3 separate regions of the Mus musculus genome follow, and all the other regions are linked to region 3. The links are chromatin contacts, called in public Hi-C and HiChIP or PLAC-seq maps. All regions are on one chromosome and are shown on one strand. The core of a region is the stretch at or near the end of the contact, and the rest is flanking DNA. Distances in the headings are between cores, read along the strand shown. Region 1 overlaps Pebp4 (phosphatidylethanolamine binding protein 4). Region 2 overlaps Pebp4 (phosphatidylethanolamine binding protein 4). Region 3 holds the start of Egr3 (early growth response 3).

The links. A called contact is a pair of places that touch in the nucleus more often than the background predicts. HiChIP or PLAC-seq counts read pairs in DNA pulled down with a chosen protein or histone mark.
Region 1: an H3K4me3 HiChIP or PLAC-seq map of forebrain shows a contact between it and region 3, with 4 times the contacts expected there. The contact joins the enhancer-like site here to the promoter of Egr3 in region 3. A contact is called at or near these places in 10 of 39 promoter capture datasets (the C10 cell line, the HPC-7 cell line, cranial neural crest and 4 more), 1 of 15 datasets of contacts at CTCF or cohesin (the NIH/3T3 cell line), 6 of 484 Hi-C or Micro-C datasets (cardiomyocytes, cerebral cortex, cortical neurons and 1 more), 12 of 115 datasets of contacts at active chromatin or transcription factors (bone marrow-derived macrophages, craniofacial prominence, embryonic basal ganglia and 9 more) and 2 of 9 other capture datasets (adipose tissue and pancreatic islet).
Region 2: a Hi-C map of myocytes shows a contact between it and region 3, with 1.5 times the contacts expected there. The contact joins the enhancer-like site here to the promoter of Egr3 in region 3. A contact is called at or near these places in 11 of 39 promoter capture datasets (the 3T3-L1 cell line, the C10 cell line, the HPC-7 cell line and 6 more), 12 of 484 Hi-C or Micro-C datasets (the C2C12 cell line, adipose-derived mesenchymal stem cells, cerebral cortex and 6 more), 14 of 115 datasets of contacts at active chromatin or transcription factors (the NIH/3T3 cell line, T-cell acute lymphoblastic leukemia, bone marrow-derived macrophages and 9 more) and 3 of 9 other capture datasets (adipose tissue, embryonic stem cells and pancreatic islet).

Annotation. Positions count from the first base shown.
Region 1 is chr14:69,942,634-69,945,333 of GRCm38.p6, forward strand. All of the region lies in intron 3 of Pebp4 (phosphatidylethanolamine binding protein 4), which reads left to right. Among named protein-coding and RNA genes, the nearest start is that of Gm41198, 51 kb to the right of the region's middle. Within about 2 kb of position 1,313, at least 16 of the 459 cell types and tissues checked have an H3K27ac peak or open chromatin away from gene starts, as enhancers often do. A contact at or near this core is called in cerebral cortex, cortical neurons, forebrain and 1 more, where this site is marked.
Region 2 is chr14:69,910,570-69,913,269 of GRCm38.p6, forward strand. All of the region lies in intron 3 of Pebp4 (phosphatidylethanolamine binding protein 4), which reads left to right. Among named protein-coding and RNA genes, the nearest start is that of Pebp4, 72 kb to the left of the region's middle. Within about 2 kb of position 1,387, at least 61 of the 459 cell types and tissues checked have an H3K27ac peak or open chromatin away from gene starts, as enhancers often do. A contact at or near this core is called in the C2C12 cell line, the NIH/3T3 cell line, adipose-derived mesenchymal stem cells and 2 more, where this site is marked.
Region 3 is chr14:70,075,994-70,078,693 of GRCm38.p6, forward strand. Egr3 (early growth response 3) reads left to right here and starts at 1,324. Exons shown (of 2, transcript NM_018781.4): 1 at 1,324-1,605. The coding sequence starts at 1,452.

The sequences.
Region 1 (2,700 bases), core at 63-2,562, 130 kb before region 3:
CTTCTCTGACCTATTCTCTGAACCCTTCCAAAATAGTTATTTAAATCATTTTTAACTTTTTTTTTTACTTATTATCGTTGTGGGGGGGGTGCAGGGGCACATGTGCCACCATGTGTGTGGAGGTCACAGGGCCACTCTGGGGAGTCAGTTCCCACTTTCTGTGTTTCCATCACAGGTTTGAAGAATCAAACCCAGGTCCTCAGGCCTGCACAGCACACGTGTTTGCCTGCTGGTCCATCTTACAGACCCTATTTGAATCTTTCGATGGATTTAGAGAGCAGAACAGTATGCCTTATTCCCATCCCTACACACACACACACACACACACACACACACACAATTTTCCCCCCTCAGCCAGTGTCTTATTTACAATGGTCTCATCACATTCTGTGAGTTTCTTTGAAACACTCTCTTGACATTGGAATAAGACTTAGAAAGCACACAGCTGGCTTTATCCATATGCTGCATAAGAAGCCAAAGGTGCCTCCTCCACCGCCCTCCCAAGAGGGGCTGGAGCCATTGATTAGCTCTGTCTTCAGCCTCACTGAAGACGAGAGGAGGCCCTAGGAGTTGGGTAGCTCACGTTTAGGAGCTGGGTAGAGAAAGGGCAGGTGTCAGGACAAGTCCTAACTGGGAGTCACAGTTAGACCTAATTTTACATCCCACGGGGAGAAAAACCCCATACCAGGTTCACGCTCAAAGCATGTGGCACCTGCCAAGATTTGCTGTGTGTGTTTAATAAAGTCTGTGTTTAGCACACTAGGTTCTTTGTGTTAGTCACCCCCGCGCCTGGAAGAATCTGGATATTTTGTAGTAACTCATCCACTGCCCTAATGTCTCTCTAAGGTTCCCCCCTCACTAATTCTGTGTGTGGAGGAACAGAAGCCTAGACAGAGCCCGTTTCTGAAGCGCACAGTCTCCTCCTGCCCTACCCTGTCCCGATCCTCTGCCATCCCTTCCTGGTCCTATTACCTTCCAGAGCCCTGAGCAGGACATCCGGGGTCCAATCAAGTTCCCGTCTCTTGCTGAGGGTTCTGACCTCCCTAGCGCTTCCACTCAGACACAAGTGTCCCCACCTCAGTCTGTCCAACCGTTCGTTCGGCAAACAACCGCGTCTCCAAAAGGCTGAGCCACCAGCCCAGCTACTCACTCACCCCGCGGAGCTGGGCTTGGTCACCCCAATGAGTGTGAAAAACGCCGCCTTTGCAGGCCGGAATCTGAAAGAAATTGGAGAGCTACTGCTCTCTCTATTCCCACTCTCTTCTCATGTTTGCTGTTATTTTTTAACACTTTTTTTTTCCTCCTCAGAGAAGCACTATCCTCTTCCCCAGAGCTTGCCTGTAGCGAAGGCATGGTCTGTACAACTGCAATTATTTCAGGAACAGATGGAGTGAGGAGCAGAAAGTCTGTTAATAGTAATAGAAACGCTACATGTTAACCTGGACAGCACACGATGACAGTCCCATGACTACCGTTCTGTTCCCACCAGCTGGGCACCCAAAGGAGGAATGAGATATTCACAAACAGACATCAGCCACGTAGCCACCTAAAGTTAGAACTCAAATTCCTTCACACTAGGGGCCCTGGAGACCGCAGCGGCTTCGGCCTGGCACAGAGGAGGCAGTGCCTCACAGCTCAGCCCAGGCCTGACAGGATAGCCCAGGCTCTGGCTTAGGCAATCACCGCATCCTGGGCCGACAGAGTCACGGACCTGGTTTTCAGGCAAATGTTTTGTGTGCTGGTGCTAGTGGGAGCCAGTGGGCCAATGATTTCAATGGATACTTGGTGGGGGCTCTCAAACTGCTCTTGACTTCCTGGGGGCTGGGGGAAAAGCGTGGCACCAAAGCTTCCCAGAGAATGGCCCAGTGCAGGGCCTCACCCAGTTCTGGGACCAGAAACATCTCTTCACCGTTACTAACATGTGGGAAACAAAGTCTTAGCCACACCAGGGGATATAGGCAAATTTATTTCAGAAACGCTTTTTAAACACCTACTGCGCATAGAAGAAAATCGTCACCTAGGAAGAGGGACTCTGGCCATGAAACGTCTCCCACTGGCTCCTAGGTGGTGGCACTATTATTTGGGCAGGCTCCACAGCCTGCAGGAGGTGGAATCTTACTGGAGGAAGTGGGGTCTGGGGGTCGGTCTTGAGCCCAGCCCCACTTCCTGTCTACTCTCTGCTTCCTCTCTCGAAAGACAATGAGGCCCACTACCTTGTGTTCACGCCAGCATCCCTTTCCTGCCAGGACGGGCTGTATCCCCTAAAATCAAAATGAAAGGTCTCTACTTCCCTGAGTAGCTTCTGGTCAGATATTTAACCAGAATAAGTAACCCTGGGACGACACTGTGCCTACATAGGCAAAAGTGTAGTTCAAGATGTGGACATGCCCAGCAAACCGGCAAGCAGGATGCAATTGGGCTTTATTTCTCTGGGTCAAAGGGCACAGAAGACCCCCACAGGGAGAAAGTGGCATGAAGGATGCTGGAGACAGCCGGGCGAGCTGGACAAGGTCTCCCACCCCGGGGTGGATAAGAGCTGTGCATAGTCTGAGGTCTGCAGCCAGTTGCTTTCTAAGGGCATCCCAGGCAGCCATTGTGTGAGGGCCTCACCTATGTTAGGCATGTACACTGCCTTCAAGCCACACCCTAGCAATCAGTTGACTTCTACTCCTAACAGTACGGATCCCCCAAGATATACTT
Region 2 (2,700 bases), core at 137-2,636, 170 kb before region 3:
CTCCTAGTCTTGTTCCTCCTTCCTGTTTATTATGTGTATTTTAATTGACAGTAGGCTGTATTTATCCCTTTCTGGGGAGAGGGGAGGCTAGGGGGCTCATGTCAGGCTATGTGGTTAAGCACAAAAGAGGCTGGTTATCACAGTGGTTAGTTGTGGCTGAGTGCTGGAGTCTAGCTGGGTTTAAACATGCAATCCAGAGACCTGAACAGTGGCTGTAGGTGTTTCTGCGTTTAGAATATGTGATTGTCACCAAGCCTTTATAATTTAATTTTGTTTTTCCTTTCTGGTTGCATGGTGCAGTTCCTGCATTCAGTGATACCCACTTCCATATTTACCACCCTAAGCATCTTCCTAGGTTTACAAACAGCCATCCCCTAGGGTAGCATAATGCCCCCAGCCAACAATGCCCAGAGAAAGGAACCCAAGATCTGATGGTAGGAGATGTGTTTATTTGCCCCATGGCTTGCTGAGTGGGGGACAGTAGTAATCAGGTGTGCTGACATTGCCCTTCCTTTGGTCATTCAGCGGGGGACCTTGAGACAAGCAAGACGTCCTGGACATGCTCAAGTGGTCTTATTCAGGGGACTCCAGGCAGGTACCCTATTGGGTGACAGGCATCACCATGGCCTATACTCCCTAGGCATCCTAACCAGCTAGGTGCCTCTGTTGCTCCTGCACAGAGACTCTTTACGCCCACCCAGGACCTCGTAGTGGCCGGACTGCACTCCCACAGCGAGCGTGCGGGTCTTCAGGGCACCTCCACTTTTGCCCCTTTTGTCCCGAAGGGTGTGTCCTTTTGCCCACCTGGTTGGTGGGGAGAGTTGCGTCTCCTGTCATCTCTGCTTGCCCTGCAGGCTGGCAGGAGGGGCATGGTTGGAACCGAGTCCTCAGCTGCCTGTTTGCACTGGCAGTATCCCCTCCTGGGCTTCTCCCAGCATTACACCGGTGGGAGGCAGGGAGGGCACCACACTCTTAGTAAGCCGAGGAATCCCCTCCTGGTGGCTGTGAAGGGGATCAGAAGGGGGCGAGGCTCTCCAGTGGCTGCCTTTTAGTTTTCCAGGGAGGCGCCATCCTCTCAGCTCAGTGGTGGAGATGGAGGTGCTCACCAATCTGTTCTGGGGACAGCGCATCTCTTCTCCCCACCCTGCCCTTGACGGTGTGTGTGGAGAGCCCAGGTCCCTTGGCAACCAGTCACCCCAGCCTTCCCTGTGAGAGGACCTGAGGTGATTCTCCTCCCAGCTGCTTGTGCCTCTTGCCTGGCTGCCCTAAGCAAGTTGCTTTGTCATTTTGCAAAAACACCTTCCACCCTCCCCACCCCGCCCCCTAGTCTGTTTCAGAAATGGCATTGACTCAGACCTGAGTCACAAGAGAATGTGGGCCCTGGCCCTCTCCTAAGGTTCTGCCCTAGCTGCGGCCAGCTCTCCACCCACGTCCCCGAAGCCTGCTGGACTCACAAGCTACCTCTTGGCTATCTAGCCCGATGGACGGGCTACCCTCAACCGCCTTTCCACCTCCCAGGGCCAGCTCTTCCCTGACTCCCCTAACCTTCCATCCCAAGTGCTGCAAAGGCCGAGAGTCTCTAACTCCTGTGGGCTACAGTCTTTTTCTCTGTCCCTTGTCCCCACCCCAACCCCCCTCCCCCCACCCCCACCCCCAGGCAGGACACCTGCCTCTGGCTTTCCCAAAGAGAAGACAGGTGTCTGGGGTCAGTGCAGGAGCCTGGTGCTCAGGAAAGGACACACAGTATCTCCAGGTGGATGACCAGTATGCATTGCCCCTCGGGACCTTGGGCCAGCCACCTCCTCCTCTGACTACCCTTCCTTCACCCCTCCCACCCCTCCCCAGCTCTGGGTTAGAAGGTGCCACACGACTCTATTTTTAGTCCCACCAGGCTGCCTGCTAGGAGCAGTCTCCATCTGCAGCACTCAGAGCCCTTCGCAAATGCTAATGAATGGGAGTGCTTCCTCCCAGTGACAGAACTTGAGCAGGTACTTCACCCTCCCCAGCTATGTTGTAGCAGGGGAAACTGAGGCACGGGGTTAGGGTTTGGAGATGTGATCCAGGCATTCACCCAGAAAAACCTTAAGTTTCCTACACCTTTTGTGGCTTCAGCCTTTAGGTCTTGAGTTACATTCACAGGCTGGGCAGTACATATGCTCAAAGACCAATCAAACTCCTAGGACAGATGAGCCCAGAAACTGATCATCTCCACTCCATCTGCAGTCCCTCGCTGGGGGTTCAGTGATGTTTATGGTCTGCTCATAATCCCATTTGGCTTCCTGGAGGAGATGAGGCCCGCCCACCCGAGTCCAGGCTGTCTTTGAGAGGAAGAGTGTTAAGCAGGAGGCAGAGGCAGAGGGCACGAGGTCAGTCCTTACACAAAAGGAGTCGCTGCTGCTGAAAATGTGCTTTGTGTGGAGATGGGGGGCAAGGACATCAGCCTGGGTGGGCTGGCATGGGCTAGCTGAAGTGGGTTTGATAATCATGGTGGTGGCTGTCAGGAGGATGTTATTGGTAGGTTAAGAGGCTCCTGCAGTAATGTAGGCAGATGATAACTACGCAGGGCAGGCATCCCGGAGAGAAGCCACAGAGAAGACAAGTGTTTCGAGAACCCTCTCTCTGACAGTCACTTAGCCAGGGCTGCTGGTGGCACAGCCCCCTTTACCCTGTGGCCTGCTATCAGGCAGGCATTTCCCTAGG
Region 3 (2,700 bases), core at 74-2,573:
GCCATCCTGTGGCCAAAGGGGTTTGCTTTAGAACCGTTAGGGAATTTATCTGGGAATTATTTGGTGCACGTGTTTTCTATCCCCTAAACTTCACTCTTTCCTAATCTCCACAACAACAACAACAACAACAAAACCCTCATACCCTCGCCCCTAAAAGTTCTTGCCCACTGCGCAACTAGCTAATCCGCTACACATTCCCGGGCCACTGCGCTCAACTGAGAGTCAGCGCGGGGTCAGGAACCCCAAGGGAGGGGCCGGGGCTGCGGGCGGTGAATCAGAATGATGTCCGCACGAAAGTTCTAAGTGTCCAAGAATAAGAAGCCTTAGGACATTAGAACCCCTTCCCCAAAGGAAAATACTTCATCTCTCCATCTGAATCCAGTCAAGGATAAGAAGGAAAGACAGAAGTTGTGTGGGGGAGCCTGGCTTGAAGCGGTCACCTCTCCCATTCCTAGACTGCTAAGGAACCTGTGTCCTGGTGTACTGAACTCTTTCTAAATGCTGGGAGTGCTGGAGACCAATTGCAAACAACTCCACTCCTCCAACGACTAAATTCTGTCTCTAATGCTGTCCTCAAATAAAAACCTACATGTTTAGTTACAGGGTTTTTCAACTGTGCACTGCGCATCGCGCGCTTTGCATTCGGCTTCGTCCCTCTTTCTTTTTTCTCTTCTCGCTTTCCTTCTTTCTAATCTAATTGACTTTTTTTTTTTTTTTTTTTTTTTTTTTAAAGAACGGAGAGCGGTGCGGGCGCTGCACGTTGGCTGCGGCCCGCTTCCTGCTTTCTAATGTTCCATTGTGAGGAGCTTCCATTGTGACGTCGCGCCCCTTCGGCTGGGCTTTGTCTGTCCATATATGGGCAGCTACGTCACGGAGCTTTCCCGGGGCTCAGATAAATAGACTGGTGGAGTTCCCTGGCTGGGAGCTTTTGGGCAGCAGTGAGCTAGCTAGGAAGCGGCGGGGCTGGTTGGTGGTGATAGCAGCGGCGGCGGCAGCAGCAGCAGAGGAGGTGGCGGCGGCAGCGGCGGCGGCGGCTGTGGCAGATCGGGGGGCGGGGGGGGTCGGCGGGCTCGTGTCTGTGAGATCAATACTGAAGCCGCGTCTGACCCCCTGGAGCCTAGATCACCCCCCCAGCCCAGCCCCCATCCCACTCCTCGCACACGCCCCACCCCACCCCCACGACCCAGCGTCGCACCGCACCAGCCGAGGCACCCGAGAGGATTACCCTCTTTGCCCCTCTCCCATCCACCCCTCCAAAAAAGAATAGATCCCCTCCCCTGACCCACCCCTTCCCCTTTTCACTCCCCCCTCCCTCCGAACTTTCCCTCTCGCATGCTTTTCCCCTGCACCACGGATCGCCTCTCGGATGCCGCTCGCCTGGAAGCTGCGTTAGGAACAGGCGGCGGCGGCGGTGGCGGCGGCGGCGGTGGCGGCGGTAGCTCGGGAGTGCTATGACCGGCAAACTCGCCGAGAAGCTGCCGGTGACCATGAGCAGTTTGCTAAATCAATTGCCTGACAATCTGTACCCCGAGGAGATCCCCAGCGCGCTCAACCTCTTCTCCGGCAGCAGCGACTCGGTAGCCCATTACAATCAGATGGCTACAGGTAAGGGTGGCGGTGAGGCGGCGAGGCAGCGAGGAAGGAAAGGGGGAGGACGAGGAGGAGGGAGCGAGCTAGCGATGGATGCACATATCGATGGATGCAGAAATGGATGGATGGAGAGACGGATGGAAAGATGGGGGGCGCGCTGGGAATTTTCTGGGGGGCGAGTTGCTTTTCCCACCCACTCCTCCCGCCCTCCGAGATCGGGAAGGCTTGGTTGGAGACGCCACGGTTGAGGCTTCGGTTCTCCCGGGTGGGGGCAGCCGCCGACTGGAGGGAGGTAGGTGCGAGCAGCTCTGGGGTTCTCCCTCCCCACGCAGGGGGCCCGATCGCTGGGCTGCGTGCAAGGCGTGGTGCTGTAGCCCCCTTTCTCGGGAGGAGCCCAGCGTCTTTTTCACCCGCGCTCTCCCCCCTCCTTACTCCCTCAGCCTCCCACCCGGGATGGAGCCATGTGCGGCGTGGAGTCCCCACGGTGGGAGAGGTACTGCGACGCTGCCTTTCCGGGGCGTTCAGCAAAGCCATTGGGGGTGTGGGGACGGTGGGGAGAGGGAGGGGGCTCACCCACGGGGCGGGGGAAAGGGTTTGCCACCGGGGGCGATCCTGGGACCCGGGAGCTTGGGAACGGCGGCCGCTCCCGCCGTGGAGACATGGGCTGGTTTTCCGCCGCTCTCCACTCTCCTTAGCTGGGTTTAGGCTTTTCCCCTCCAGCCCGAGCAGAAAGCTCCTTCAGGCCGGGAGGAGACTGGGGCCGGGAGAGGCTCCCTTTACGGGCGGCACCCTTCTGCGCTCCGAGGACAAAAGCGTCGAAGCTCTTTGGGTCGGCCACCCGGGCTCAGCGCGCGTAGGGGGACCTCGCTTGGGGCATGAAGGCGCGGCGTCTTGGAGTAGACAGGGCCGGGGGAAGAGGCCGAGTTGTGTGTGCTGGAGAGCGAGAGCCGGGCGCGCTCCGGGTCTGAAACTACCTGTAGCTGCAGCTACCTGTCCGCCCCACCTCGGGAAGAACAACAATGCTCTCTTGCGCGCGTGCGTGTCTGTGTGTGGTACGTGAGTGTGTGCGCGGCGTGTGCGGTGTGTGTGCCGGAGCCACTCCACACCCCG